2 separate regions of the Mus musculus genome follow, and region 2 is linked to region 1. Evidence: chromatin contacts called from public HiChIP or PLAC-seq data. All regions are on one chromosome and are shown on one strand. Each heading gives the region's core, a stretch centred on a gene start, on an enhancer-like site or on the middle of the called end of the contact. The rest is flanking DNA. Distances are from core to core; before and after follow the strand shown. Region 1 overlaps Lrig2 (leucine-rich repeats and immunoglobulin-like domains 2). Region 2 overlaps Rhoc (ras homolog family member C).

The links. HiChIP or PLAC-seq counts read pairs in DNA pulled down with a chosen protein or histone mark.
Region 2: a contact with region 1 is called in an H3K27ac HiChIP or PLAC-seq map of embryonic stem cells, with 6 read pairs. The contact joins two enhancer-like sites. A contact is called at or near these places in 2 of 39 promoter capture datasets (cranial neural crest and hippocampal neurons), 4 of 115 datasets of contacts at active chromatin or transcription factors (acute myeloid leukemia, embryonic stem cells, pancreatic cancer cells and 1 more) and 2 of 9 other capture datasets (adipose tissue and liver).

What each region holds. Positions count from the first base shown.
Region 1 is chr3:104,494,697-104,497,396 of GRCm38.p6, forward strand. Lrig2 (leucine-rich repeats and immunoglobulin-like domains 2) reads right to left here. Exons shown (of 18, transcript NM_001025067.2): 3 at 1-9. Among named protein-coding and RNA genes, the nearest start is that of Lrig2, 16 kb to the right of the region's middle. Within about 2 kb of position 1,400, at least 12 of the 459 cell types and tissues checked have an H3K27ac peak or open chromatin away from gene starts, as enhancers often do. A contact at or near this core is called in embryonic stem cells, where this site is marked.
Region 2 is chr3:104,793,268-104,795,967 of GRCm38.p6, forward strand. Rhoc (ras homolog family member C) reads left to right here. Exons shown (of 5, transcript NM_007484.2): 5 at 603-1,192. The coding sequence ends at 776. It overlaps Mov10 (Mov10 RISC complex RNA helicase), which reads right to left. Exons shown (of 20, transcript NM_008619.2): 17 at 2,593-2,700; 18 at 2,427-2,515; 19 at 2,058-2,179; 20 at 1,565-1,973. The coding sequence ends at 1,882. Among named protein-coding and RNA genes, the nearest start is that of Rhoc, 5.6 kb to the left of the region's middle. Within about 2 kb of position 1,349, at least 157 of the 459 cell types and tissues checked have an H3K27ac peak or open chromatin away from gene starts, as enhancers often do. A contact at or near this core is called in embryonic stem cells, where this site is marked.

The DNA.
Region 1 (2,700 bases), core at 150-2,649:
TTCATTTTCCTAAGCAAAAGAGAAAAAAGTTTTAAAGGTTAATAATGGAAATTACCTCTTCAATTCTGGTTTTGGCTAATATCTTAATATATCCAAATTTGAAAGGGCCTATGACTGAGACTAAGTATATATAACTTTGAGAAATTCGATATTTTTAGGACTTTAAGTGTACATTTAAGTGCAGTGCCTTCAGAAACCAGTGGCATTGAACCCCCTGAAGCTTGAGTTAAGGTGGCAGCCACCCAATGTGTGTGTTGGAAACCAAACTCAGGTCCTCTACAAGAGCAGTATGTGTGCTTAAGCTGAGCTACCTCTCCAGCTCTAAGAAATTAGCAATTTTAATGTGCTGCTTCATAGTAATGATCTACCATTAAAGTCAGCATTACATACTGGATGTAGTTCTAGCATATCTGTAATCCCATTACTTCAGAGGGAAAGGAAGGAGAATGTAAGTTCAAAATCAGTCTGAAGTATATAACAGAAAGTCTGTCACAAAAACAAAAAACAAAAACAAATCAACAGCAACAAAAAAGAAAAAGAAAAATCAGTATTACAAAGGCTTGTGCCAGATATGATAACACGTGCCAGTAACCCCTGTCCTTTGACGCATGTAAGAGGATGCACAGGTCCACTGGCCAGCCTGTCCTACACAGTATGGTCTAAACCAATCTAAGCTATTTAGCAAGATACTGAGGGACTGAAGAGAGAGTTCCATGGTTAAAAGTACTGGGTGCTCTTCCAGAAGACTCAGGTTTGATTCCCAGAATCCATACAGCAACTCACAACTGTCTCTAACTGCAGTTCCATGGTATCTGACTTCCTGTGAATCCTGCATGCATGTGATGCACAGACATGCATGCAGGCAAACTACCCATACACATAAAATAATAAAAAGTTTTTTAAAGGGGGTCTGAAGAAGTGATGCAACTATGTTTTAATTTTAGAAAATTTTTAAAGGGTGGGATAGAGGTGTAGCTCAGTAGTAGGATAGTAGGGTAGTTATGAGCTGCCTCGCATGGTTGCTGGGTATGGAATTCATGTCCTCTGAAAGAGCATCAAGTGCTCTTTACCACAAAGCCATATCTCCAGCCTTCAATTCCTTCAATTTTTTTCACAGCAACTCTAGATTAAAAATTCCCAAATTCATATTGGAGAAATGGCCCAGGCAGTAAAGCTCTTGCTGTACAAACATGAGGACCGGAGTTTGGATCCCTAAAACCAATATAAAGCTGAACAGAGCAGCACACATCTGTACACCCAGTACTGAGGTGGGAAAGTGGAGCTACATGGATCCCTGATGACCAATGACCAGTCTATGTAGTACAGATTTCAAAGATGATGCTTCAAAAAATAAGGTAGAAGAGGCCAAGAAGCTAGGTCATAGGCCCTAAGGGGAAATCCACTACTATTATTCTGCTAAATAAGCATATCAATGAAACAACTCCTAATGACATATTGCTATACACATACATCAGTGTCTCTCTCAACCCTCATCAGAGAAGCTGTTTGTTGGTTTCGTTGGTTGTTGTTGTTGTTTTGTTTTGGTTTGGTTTGTTTGTTTGTTTTTCAAGACAGGGTTTCTCTGTATAGCCCTGGCTGTCTGGAATTCACTTGGTAGACCAGGCTGGCCCCTCCCGAGTGCTGGAATTAAAGGCATTCGATACCACGCCCCACAGAGAAGCTTCTTGAAGTAAATGGTAATTAACTAATCAATGTGCAGAAAGAAAGAACTTTGGAATGTTCAGCCCTAAATGCAAAATCTATACCAAACCTCTCCCATCAAGGTTCAGAGGTCTATGAAAAAGAGGAGGCAGAAAGATCCTAAGAACCAGAAGTAATGGGTAACTTCAAGGAAACAGCTGTCTTCTCAACACAACAGGGCAAATGCACATACGAACTCAGAGACTGTGACAGCAAGCACAAGACCTGCACAAGCTCAAGCCAGACAAAACCCCAAGGGGAAGTGGGCACAAAGTCCCACTTCAAGACAAAAAGCTATTTGCAATTGGTTAACTGCTAGGAGAGGAAATCTGTTTTCTTCAGTGGAGTGATACTGAGTCTATCAACCATACGCCAGGGAAGGCTCCATGCTCAGGAAGAGATAGCCAACACAAATTAGACTCCTTGTTTGCTTGCTTGCTTGTTTAGTTTTTGTTCTTTTCTATTTTATCTAATTTTATTTTATATGCACTGGAGTTTTGTTTGCCTGTATATCTGTGTGAAAGTGTCAGATCTTGGAGACAGCAGTGAGCAGCCATATGGGTGCTGGGACTTGAACCCTGGTCCTTTGGAAGAGCAGTCAACGCTCATAACCCCTGAGCCATCATCTCTCCAGCCCCTTGTTTTTGTTTTTTAAGAGAAAGAAAGAGTGCTGGATGTGGTGGCAGAGGTAGGTAGATTTTTGTGAGTTTGAGGCCAGCCTGATCCACAAAGTGAGTTCCTGTCCAGCAATGGCTACACAGTGAAACCCTTTTTCAAAAAAACAAAGACAAAAAAGAGAGAGAATGTGAAGTTGGCAATATAGGGAAGTATGTGAGGATCTGGGAGGAGTTGGAGGAAGAGAAAGAATATGATCAAAATATATGAAATTCACAAAAGAAATAAAAGCATTATTTTAAATAAGTAAAGCAGACAAGCAACTCACAAAGATACTAAATGTTAATCTCTGGACTCCACAAGAACTTACAGTGCACAGGTACA
Region 2 (2,700 bases), core at 99-2,598, 300 kb after region 1:
TCAGAGGGGTGAGTACTCGAGGACTTGCTAAATAACTCTAGCCAGTGGACTGTTTTACTTAGGGGAAGGTAGGCTATCTTGGGAGGCTAATTAAGGCTTTAGGTGGGGGTTCAGTCTCTGTTAGTAAAAGTACTCTGGTAGCTATGTAGTATAGACGAGAACAGTCTCAGCCTGTGGGTCATGACCCCTTTGGGGCTGCATGTTAGATATCCTGCATATTAGGTATTTACATCACGATTCATAACAGTAGCAAAACTACAGTTATGAGGTAGCAACAAAAATAATTTTATAGTGGGGGGGTGTCCCCACAACATGAGGAACTGTATTAGAGGGTTGCAGCACTAGAAGGCTGAGCGCCACCAGACTAGAGAAGACGGAGTATGAAGTCAGTTGGGCAGTAGGTACTTGTTCAGGGGGGGAATGGGTGCCGTAGGGGTGAGGCTGGGCGGGGGAGGGATCAGACAGAATTCTGCAATGGCAACCTGGGTCTTATGTCCCCAGCCTGGAAACTGGCCGTGGTAGCTGGACCTAGGAATTCTGCAGGGCCAGTCTGGAGGATGCTCAGTTACCCCTTCTTTTGACCCTGTATCTTGTCTTATCAGGAGCCGGTTCGATCTGAGGAAGGCCGGGACATGGCAAACAGGATCAGTGCCTTTGGCTACCTCGAGTGCTCGGCCAAGACTAAGGAAGGGGTGCGGGAGGTATTTGAGATGGCCACTCGGGCGGGCCTACAGGTCCGGAAGAATAAGCGCCGGAGGGGCTGTCCCATTCTCTGACTTCCCCAAAGCTTCCTCAACCCTCCCACCCTTCCCTTCCCAGGGGTACAGTTACCCTCCCCCACGCCATCCTTGTAGGACTCCATGCTGCCAGTTTCTTTTTTGGTTCCTTTCTGCCCAGGACTGCATGAGTTTCCCAGCCCCAAGTGGGGGCTGCTAGGCCCTTCCTCCCTGCCTCTGGGAACCGGGCTGGTGCCCTGCCTTTCCTGAGCAGGGCTCCTCCTCCAGAAGCGGTGGTCCAGGGGGTGGGGCTCTTAGTCCCTCTGGCCTTCCCCATATTACACACCAGCACTTTATATATTTTTGGCTCACAGGAGGAGTCTAGGGTAGGGACTGGGGTTTCTGCTTTGGGTAGTAGCCTTGTTATTTGACTTAACTTGGTGGGGACATGAATAAAGGTCAAAGGTTGCACCGTGTGTGGCAGCTTCCTGTCTTTACTGGCCTACCTTGGCTGTGAGCCTGGAGTCCCATCTTTTCCTCTTCATTTCCAAGTTGCTGGCTAGGCTGGGCCCCTGTCTGCTGAGGCAGGGCTGGGGGCGGAGGCAGCAGGGGACAGGGTGGAGTCTAGTACAGGATGAGGTCATGTTTGGCAGACTGCCTGGGTGGGTGAGGGGAGTGGTCTGGACCATTGGCTAAACATAGATGCCTGTGGGTTGGTTCCCTGTCCATCGGGTTTCCTCCCCGCTAAGCAGCTATGAAGGGGCGTGGCTCTAGGCAGAAACCCTCCTGGAGGGTCATCTTGGGGGCACAGGAAGCAAGACCAGGCTGATGAGACACACGCAAGAGGCTTTTGCATAGAACAGCATTTTGTTTTTCTTAAAGCAGCTCAGGGGCAGAGTGCTTGCCTAGCATATTTGAGGCTCTGGGTTCGATCCCCAGCACTGCAAAGGAGAGGGTTTAAAAAAAAAAAAAAGCTTTCTTCCTCCCCCTTCCTCCGAGTTTTAGCAGCTTGGGTTGTCTTCCCTAGCAGAGGAAGGGGCGGAATGGTCTGGGCTGTAAACTTCCCGGCCTTCCCATCTCTTGCAGGGACAGGAGAGCTGGGTTCTGGGTCAGGGATAGGCAGCAATAAGGCTTGGCTGGTGTGAGAAGGCGGGCGGCTGTGGCCTCAGAGCTCATTTCTCCACTCTGGCTCCACTTGTAAGGGCAGGCCCCCTTCACCCTCCCGCTCCTGGGGGAGATTCTGGTGACGGCGGGGCCCTGGGAGAAAAAAAAGAGACATCCTTGGTTATCCTGCCGGCTTCCCACACTTCACCTCCCTGGCCCAGCAGGGCCCATCCATACCTGAGGTAGAGGGGCTGAGTTTGCTCAGACCTTGGAGCAAGTCCTGTCCCTGCTGCAGGTCCAGTTTGGCAGGAAAGGGGCACCCGGTATATCCCCCGTTTTCTTTACAGAACTCCAGGAACCTGTGGGGTTCAGAACATCGGCATGCATGGGGAACTGCCAAGGAGCCGAGTCTGGCGGCCTCTGCTCGGCACTGTCACATCTGAGGCAGAGTTGCTCCACCTCACTTATTAATACAGGGTGGGCATTGTTAACACCAACAGCTCTGAGGACTAAGGGAGAAGTAAGCCAGTGCTTGTCGAGGACAAACCTGCCCCAGGCTGGGGCTCACGGTGGCTAAGAGCAACTATGGGGGCTGGGAACACTTACGTTTTCCAGTCTGGGTCGTGGCCTAGGAGGAGGGGGTTGCCCACTACGATGAGCAAAGCCTTGGCTCGGGTCACAGCAACATTGAACCTCTGGATGGAGGAAGCGGTGATGTCATCAAAGGGACAGGCCCCATGGAAGGACTCACGCCACCCACAAGCCTACCAACCTTGGGGTTCTTAAGGAAACCGAGGTTAAAGTCTAGATCCAGCTGTACAAAGCTCTGGCTGCTTCGGACGGTGGAGATGAGGATGACGCTGCGTTCTTGGCCTTGGAA